Linked DNA regions of Mus musculus: all the other regions are linked to region 1. Evidence: chromatin contacts called from public Hi-C and HiChIP or PLAC-seq data. All regions are on one chromosome and are shown on one strand. Each heading gives the region's core, a stretch centred on a gene start, on an enhancer-like site or on the middle of the called end of the contact. The rest is flanking DNA. Distances are from core to core; before and after follow the strand shown. Region 1 has its middle 17 kb from the start of Gm4035. Region 2 has its middle 19 kb from the start of Gm40918. Region 3 has its middle 5.6 kb from the start of Gm40918.

Region 1 (2,700 bases), core at 153-2,652:
ATGGACTGTCCTCTGAAGATGGGCCAAAATAAACCTCCCCTCCTTTAAGGTGTGTCTTTAAGGTCGGATACTTTGTCACAGCCACAAGAAAAGTAACTAAAGTCACAGCAAAAATAACTTTATAATTCTTAAGAAAAAAACAAAAACAGAAACAAAAAACCAAAACAAAACCCTAGCTTCTTAAAATGAAGCACCTTCCTCTTGGAAAGGACAGACTAAATGTTGAGTTTAAGCTGTGGTAAGGTCTGAGAGAATGTTCTTGGGGATGGCTGCTATAGAGGCAGTGCCCAAGTTGTTGGGGGGTGGGGGGTGGGGAGAAGAAAGGGCAGATAATCAAGAAATAGCACCTTGTTGGCGAGGCCATTGCTTCTCTAAAGTGGATTTGTATAGAGAGGTCCCAGGAGAACCTCGTTAAGATGTTGATAATTTCAAACAGAAGCCTGTCGGGGCAGTGGTGGGGGCGTGGCGTATTCTGCAAGCTCCTAGTTGGTGTTACCGTTGTTCCTGTGAGGACCACGTGTAAGAGGCTAAGGCGTTAAACTGTATTTTTTGTCTCTTTCTGTGCGTGTTCCCCTTTAAATGTCTGCAGGAACACTGAGGGCGAGGCCTCCCAAGGGCATCAGCTGCCTTTGGGGAGTTTAGGAAGTGGAGCAGCGCCCTCTTGAGGCCATAAGGCAGAGGTGCTGGGAAGGAGGTCCACCAAAGGTCTGCGGAATCAAGCCAGGTAGCCATTTCCTAAGCCAAAGGATCGTCTCAGCTCGTTTTCTTAAACGGGCCTCATCATAGAAAGACATGAATCTTGGGAAACAGCTTCAGAAAAATCTTTGCGAGCTTTTGATGCTGCCTGGTGGTGGTGGTGACTTTTTTCTCCATTTCTTACAAATCAGTAGAATGTGTTTATTGCCATATAAATCTAATTTCCCCCTACACTAAATTTCTACCTTAGCAAGATGCAATTGATCTAAGCAGTGTGCTCATGGGGGTATGCCCTCCCTCGCTTGATGGGGACTACCTGCCTATCCCATCCCCCAAGTCCGAGATTCCATCTCCTCCCCACTTCTCCATCTCTCCTGGCTCCTCTGTCTTGACTTTGCCCATAGCCTAGCAGAACTCTCTTGCCTTTGGTCTCTGCTATGGGTGGTCCAAGGTCAAGCATGGTGAATGCAACATTCCAGACTTCCAAACACAACACTCTGGAGAGACCGTTCTCTTTCATAGACCTGTCTGTCCTCCTTTGGTTCAGTTCCATCTTCCTGGCTAGACACCATCCCTCACTGGACTCCCTCGCCGCCCGTGCTAGAGACCATGTTTTCTGCCTTCTGACTCAGTTCCACCCCCCTGGCCAGGCCACACCCTATTTGCTAGGCTCTGCTGCCTTAGCTAGATCACTCCCTTCCGGATATACCTCGCCTTCCAGGGCAGACCTGGTTAGACTCCTCCCTCCTGGATAGATACACAGGCACACAGTTAACCCCCACCTCTGGTTTTCTTCCCTACAGCTTCCTGGTGGAGGAGTTTGGCGGAGGCAGGGATTCAAAGCGATCCCTCAGGGTCGCGCTTCCCAGTTGTTTATGGGTCTCCTGAGAGCAACGGTTCTCACACTGGCCAGTTTCTCTAAAGAGGCAAGTGTTCTCCGAGCCCAACCTGATGACATAGATTTCGGGCCACCCCAGTTCTGCAGAATGCACGTCTCGAGGGAGAAGTCTGGAAATCTGCACTGCCACACTGTTCGCCACTCCGTTTACAGGCAGGCTTGAGAAGTGCAGCTGTGGCTAGCCTAGGACCCAGCCCAGACCCCCGTGGCCATTAGGGACGCCTCCAGTCCAGTCTCCCATCGGCACCCAGCTAACTGCTGCCTCTTTTCTCACTTAGAAGATTGAGGCCATCTGTTGCGAGCTTCCTGCATTTCCTGCCCCCATCCTTGACATTCTCCACATTTCCCAGTTTGCCTCCTTCTCCTTTCTTAGAAAATAAACATCTTCCCATGGCTGGATTTCTACCCTCCTTGACCATCTCCTCTGAAACGATGACCCCCCCTCCCCCTTTGATTCTTTCTCTGTACATTTTGGTCTTTTTCTCACCAATGGATTTTTCTTTTTCTCTTTTTTTCAATTAAAAAAAATTGCCTTATGTCTTTTTCTAAATCACAAAACATCTCTCAGTAAGTTGGCTTCTCCCTCAAGCTGCCAGCTCTCCTCCCACTTCCTTCATGAGAGCATCTCATCTCTGCATGGGTCTCAGCCTAGCACTTCCCCTTTCTGATCTCACAGGGTGCCGGGTCAATGCTGTGCAAAACCCCTGCCAAGAGCCTGATTCAGTGCCCTGAGCCACTAAGCTAGAAATCGGACTTGCAATGCTGAAGACTAGATTCCAGGTTTGTCCTCAGACTGGTTACCTCATGAGTTTTGCTTTCTCAGACATTGCTGCTCAGATCCAAGGCCACATCCTTAGAACCTCCTTACAAGCACACGGCACTTAACCACCATCTGTGTATCTGTCAGCTTTCCATTACCATCACAGAGCACCCGAGCTGATGAATTTATAACAAGCAAAAGGTTACGTTGGTCCATGATTTCAGTCCATCGTCACTTGGTTTTGCTGAACTTGAGCATGTGGCTGATGAAGCTGCCGGTCTCCTAGTGACCAGGAAGCAAAAACCAAACCAAACCAAACCAAACCAGCAACCACCTAAAATCTAAT
Region 2 (2,700 bases), core at 129-2,628, 260 kb before region 1:
GGGAGGGTGGTGGTGGTGGAGGGGGTATCCATTCAGTTGCCCTCAAATGGTCCAAACCTGAGTGGAACTCTAAGCTGGAGGCTAGAAGTACCATAGGCTTCATCTTGAAAGTCTCCTGAGGAGAGCCAAAGTCAGTTACTGGTGAGTAGAAGCAGGAGCAGGAAGCAGGAGCAGGAAGCAGGGTGCCCGAGGGTGGTATTCCACATCAGGTGTTACTGGGTGGCCTATCTATGGGTGTCATTTACAACACACACCATCTGGCAGCTTCACCTCTTAACTAGTCTTGCTAAGAACATGGTGAACTCTTAAAGTCCTCATTTAAAAATGCTCCACAAACAAAAAGCTCAGGGCCTTGGGGGCAAAGCCTTGGCCTTTTTGTTTGCAGATCTGTTTGAGACAGAGGGTTTCATGTGCAATTCAGGAGCACAGGTGCCTTCTGCAGAAGGCTGGCTTAACAAGACCCACCTGCTATGACAGGGCACCAAGGCTAGAGTCTGGGAGACTGGGTAAAAGGTAACAGAAATAGTAAGGGCCTGGGTCTAAGATGGAATGGTTGCTGGAGAGGGGAGGAGACAATTAGACAATGTAGCCAGTTGGTCTTGGGTGTGTGTGAGGAAGAGGAAGTTGGGAAGAGCCCAGGCTGTCTGGTTGTTTGAGCATCACGTTTTGGTAGGTGCCCAGGATGAAGAGGATAAGAGTGGTGAATTTGGGTAGCTAGTTGGGACAATGAAGGAAATGACTGCAGTGTTGGATCCGGGAGCCTAGGATCCAGAGGCAGGTCTGGAGATAAGGTTTATGAGTCATGCTATGCAGGTAGCAGTTGAAGCTGTGGGTGGGATAGCCCAGGGGACTGTGTGTAAGGAGACAGGCTGGAGAGGGTAGGTGAAGACCTGAGAAACCACAGCTGCTTTCCGTTCCGATTCAAATCCTACTCAAGTCCTTTGTCCCATGATCCTCATCCAAACCCACAGCCCACATCGATTGCGTCATCCTTCACTCCTCCCAGGAATCTGAGTTTCTTGTCATGTTCCACCTAACGTGGGACCGCACTGAGTTGTCTTGGGGCCAACAAAGGTATTTTTTGTTCTTTGCTGCTAGGGTTTGCTTTTTGCCTTTGAAACCTGTTGCTAGGTCTAATGAAAGCATGGCTCTCATTTGGGGTGGGGGTGGGGGGGTCTCATTTCTGCTTCCTCCAAATCAGTTAGCCCTGGGCACAAATCCTCCCTATGTGTGTTTTGATGGGCCCCCTGCTACAGGAGCTTCATTAAAGATTCTGGTTCGGTGAACGTTTTGATTAGAGGACAAAGCTCAGGTCCCCTAGAAAGAGTTCACAATCCATTTCCTCCTTGCCAACACTGGGGCTCAGGGCTGACTCAGTAAGTCAATATGTCTCGGGTCTGCTTGGTGGATCCCAAACCCCGTTTCGGAGAGCAATCTGGAAGGAGAGATAGTCGTCTGTGCCCTTACTTTTAAGCAGATGGCCAGTGGTTTATTTTTTACTACAAATTAGTTAGACGGTGATGCTGGACAGTAGAGCATGGGAATCATTGTTTATTTTGGGAAAAAAATTAAGATTCCATTAATCCAGCTGTAATGGGGGATCAGTACTGGAAAGACTGGTTAGGGACCTTCATGAGCCAGGTTGCTGGAAGGAAGGATGGCTCAGAAGCACTGCTCAGTGCTTTCTCTGCTAACTGGGGTTATCTGCCAGCGAAGGTGCAGCTGATCCCTGGGACATTTGCACCAGGCAGTTTCTGAACTTTAACCTACTGTCGCAATCAGGATTCTGTGTGCGTATGTGGGAGTCACAGGATCTGGGCCCCCAAGCAGGGGTTACTAGACTACAGGCATGCTCTGACTGTACCTGGCCCAGGCTGCAAAGGGTGCCATGGCCTGTGGGTTAGTTCTTGTGTATAAACAGGGGCTGGGCATCCAGTGAGACACCGTGACTCCTGGAGAAGGCAGTGTGATTCAGAGAGCTTGGTCTCTCCACGGGGGCTCCCCTCTGCTCCAGGGGCAGAGGTTGACAGTGTTTGTGACAACGATTGGGTCGTCCTATTGTTTGCTCATCTGGCTGTGTGCTCTGAGTGTGCACTCTTGGTTGTTTGTTTTTTCCTCCAGAGATTTTAGATGATTTTCCTTCCTGCCCAAGCTGTCTGTGGACCGACAGTGTGAATCACAAGGTGATTGCCCTGCATTCACCATGCAGAGCACCCAGACGTGTTTCAGCTGAACAAGTGCTGGGAGTTCCAGCTTTGCAAAGTCAGGGCTGATACTTGCTTGGCACTGGCAGGCGTTTCCACCCTTTGCTTCTGCCCAGAGTTCTCCTTTTTCTCTGCACTACCCCTCTGTCGTGCTTGCCACCATCCTTCCTCCTCCTCTGGATTCTTTAGCCCAAGGATGCACAGTGGCTTTCTTTGAACTGACTGAAGTTTTCCATGCTGCAAGTTAGGAGGATATTTGTCCCTAGCCTACATACCCAAACTCATTTCAGCCTTTCTGTATCCTTTTAGGTTTAAAGGCATCTCAGGAAGCAGATGAGCAACTCCATTTAGGACAGTGCCATTACTACTAGTAGACCCTACTCTGTCTCTTGTTACTTCTTCATATATGTGACATTTGTAACAGTGGGTAATGTAATCTCACTTTTTTTTTTTTTAATTTCACTTTGGCAAGAGGCACAGTGGGGTGAGAAGAAAA
Region 3 (2,700 bases), core at 157-2,656, 290 kb before region 1:
AGATCTGCCTATCTCCTGGGCTCAAAGGCATGCACGCCCAGCCCCACTCCCCCTTCAAAGGATGGAGTCTTGCTATGCAGAGCAAATGCTAGGATGACAGGTATGTGCCACCACACCTCTTGAGCCTCTTTTCTTTCTTGTCCCTTCTTGAGATAAGATCTCCTTATACAGCTCTAGCTAGCCTAGAATGGACCAAGCTGGCCTTGAATTCAGAGATATCCATCTGCCTCTGCCTTGCTAGTGCTGGAATTAAGGGCACACCCCACCACACCCTTTCACATCTTTAGCCTCCGAATTTGATACAGGTGACTGCCAGATGCCTGGATCCTGAATGAGGCAGCCATATCCTATGGAGCATCTGCACTCAGAATTACACACGACACATCTCCTGCCCCCCCCCCCCCAAAACCGGTACAGCTCTGTTCCCTCAGCATCTACTCTAGCTTCTTGTTCTGTGGAAAACCAGTCTTTCAAGACAATGGATTGTGGGTCAGCAGTGACTTTCCTGCAGAGCTATTTATATTTTCCTGGGAGATTCCTGGTAGTATTGCCAGTGTCTTCATCTAAATTAATATATTTTTTCTACTGCAGGGAATTTGAGGTATGTGGTGTGATAAGCCATGCAGATAATTTTTCGTGGGAGAAGGGTCCTTTCCAGCACCCCCTCTCTGTGCAAGAGACCGCACAGTTTATAAACTACCCTGTGTAGTTGCTCGGTGTCTGCTTCCTGGTCTATAAATAAATAGAGATGATGGTTTTATAATCACTTCCTGCTCTTACATTTCTGACTCCGTAAAAGAAATGATTTCTCAGAACTAGTGAGAGAGAGAGGTCACCTCCTTCATTTTTCTAGACTCTCAGGGATCACTGATTCTTATAATTTCCATTGAACATTCACACACTCAGGCACACTGCACACGATAGCTGAAAGGCGGAAGCAACCCCAGAGTATTAAAGGATAGATGGAGAAAGAGGTATGAGAAGTATAGCCCGGGAGTGTTCCTGGATCTAAAAGGAAGTCAGACAAAGTACAACATGCCTGAAAACTAAAGTCTATGTTAAAAACAGTAAGCCACTCCCATGTTCATATATACATAACATGCAAACACACAAATATACACACATGTATACATGCACCTCACACACATATATACACACAAACATATATACATACATACGTGTGCTGGTTAGTTAGCTTGTTTTTTGTCACATCTTGACACAAGCCAGAATCACCTAAAAAGAGGGAATGCCAATGCCAGGGGAAGCAAGAGGGAATTGCTTCCATTAGGTTTGCCCGTGGGGCATTTTCTTGATGAATTATTGACTCAGGAGGGCCCAGCCCACTGTGGGTGGTGCTACCCCTGGCAAGTGATCCTGAGTTTTATCAAATAGCAGAATAAGCCTCAGAAAACTAGCCAGTAGGCAGCGTTTCTCCAAGTCCACTGTCTCAGCATCGCCCTCCAGGTTCCGGCATGAGTCTCTGCCCTGTCTTCACTTCATGCTGGACTGTGACTGGCATGGGTGAGCTGAATAAGTCCTTTCCTCTCCAAGATGCTTTTAGTCATGGTATTATCACTGCAGTAGAAAGCAAACTAAAACACAACATGACACACACACACACACACACACACACACACACACATCCCTACATGAATCTACTAATCGCTACCTAGAAGAGACCAATGTGAAGAAACAGACCAGTGTTGTCAGCCTTAGAGAGAAAGAGAAATGAGGAATGTTGTCTTTGGTTGTTAGAGTTTCTATTGTTACTAGACCAGGCTGGCCTTGCAAGTGCTGGAATTAAAGGCACACCCCACCACACCCTTTCATATCTTTAGCTTCCCCTCACTTCAGATCTGATTATTTGAAAGTATGTAACACACACACACACACACACACACACACACACACACACACACACACATATATATATATATATATGTTTTTTGAGACAGGGTTTCTCTGTATAGCCCTGGCTGCCCTGGAACTTACTTTGTAGACCAGGCTGGCCTCGAACTCAGAAATCCGCCTGCCTCTGCCTCTGCCTCCCGAGTGCTGGGATTAAAGGCGTGCACCACCACCGCCCAGTGTAACTTATTGATATTAAGAACAATGTTGTTACAAAACCGTCAACTGTCCCCAGAGCTCTTCCATTTCCTGATCTGGAACCCAAGCACTCTCATGCCCATCTCTTCCAGTCCTGGTGTGTATGTGTGTGTGTGTGTGTCTGTCCACAAACGTGCTACAGTGCTTGTGTGGAGGTCAGAGAACAGCCTGTGGGAATGGATTCTTTCCTTCCTCCAAGCGGGTCCTGACGAGAACTCACTTCATTAGGCTTAGCAGCAAGCACTTTGCCCACTGAGCTGTCTCATCAGTCCATCACATCTGTAAAGTGACCCAGTCCAGACACCTTAAATAAGTAGAATCACTAATATCATTGTGAATGTGTGGTGGTTTGAATGTGGTTGGCCCAGATAGCAGCATCATTAGGAGATGTTGCCTTGGTGGAGGAAATGTGTCACTGTGGGTGTGGGCTTTAAGGCACTCATCCTAGCTACCTGGAAGCCAGTCTTCTTTTTGTCTTCAAAACAAGATGAACTCTCAGCTCCTCCTGCTCCATGCTTGCCTAGGTGCTGCCATGTTTCAGCTTTGATGATAATGGACTGACCCTCTGAGCCTGTAACCCAGCCCCAAGTAAAT

The links. Hi-C and Micro-C count contacts between places; a contact is called where the count stands out from the background. HiChIP or PLAC-seq counts read pairs in DNA pulled down with a chosen protein or histone mark.
Region 2: a contact with region 1 is called in an H3K27ac HiChIP or PLAC-seq map of hepatocytes, with 5 times the contacts expected there. The contact joins two enhancer-like sites. A contact is called at or near these places in 6 of 484 Hi-C or Micro-C datasets (the AML12 cell line, bone marrow-derived macrophages, granulocyte-monocyte progenitors and 2 more), 14 of 115 datasets of contacts at active chromatin or transcription factors (the HPC-7 cell line, bone marrow-derived macrophages, embryonic stem cells and 8 more) and 1 of 9 other capture datasets (embryonic stem cells).
Region 3: a contact with region 1 is called in a Hi-C map of bone marrow-derived macrophages, with 27 read pairs. The contact joins two enhancer-like sites. A contact is called at or near these places in 1 of 15 datasets of contacts at CTCF or cohesin (large pre-B cells), 6 of 484 Hi-C or Micro-C datasets (the G1E-ER4 cell line, bone marrow-derived macrophages, extraembryonic endoderm stem cells and 2 more) and 19 of 115 datasets of contacts at active chromatin or transcription factors (acute myeloid leukemia, bone marrow-derived macrophages, embryonic basal ganglia and 12 more).

The regions. Positions count from the first base shown.
Region 1 is chr13:37,451,268-37,453,967 of GRCm38.p6, reverse strand. No RefSeq gene overlaps it. Among named protein-coding and RNA genes, the nearest start is that of Gm4035, 17 kb to the right of the region's middle. Within about 2 kb of position 1,402, at least 268 of the 459 cell types and tissues checked have an H3K27ac peak or open chromatin away from gene starts, as enhancers often do. A contact at or near this core is called in acute myeloid leukemia, bone marrow-derived macrophages, granulocyte-monocyte progenitors and 6 more, where this site is marked.
Region 2 is chr13:37,714,624-37,717,323 of GRCm38.p6, reverse strand. No RefSeq gene overlaps it. Among named protein-coding and RNA genes, the nearest start is that of Gm40918, 19 kb to the left of the region's middle. Within about 2 kb of position 1,378, at least 44 of the 459 cell types and tissues checked have an H3K27ac peak or open chromatin away from gene starts, as enhancers often do. A contact at or near this core is called in bone marrow-derived macrophages, granulocyte-monocyte progenitors, hepatocytes and 5 more, where this site is marked.
Region 3 is chr13:37,738,972-37,741,671 of GRCm38.p6, reverse strand. No RefSeq gene overlaps it. Among named protein-coding and RNA genes, the nearest start is that of Gm40918, 5.6 kb to the right of the region's middle. Within about 2 kb of position 1,406, at least 27 of the 459 cell types and tissues checked have an H3K27ac peak or open chromatin away from gene starts, as enhancers often do. A contact at or near this core is called in acute myeloid leukemia, bone marrow-derived macrophages, hepatocytes and 1 more, where this site is marked.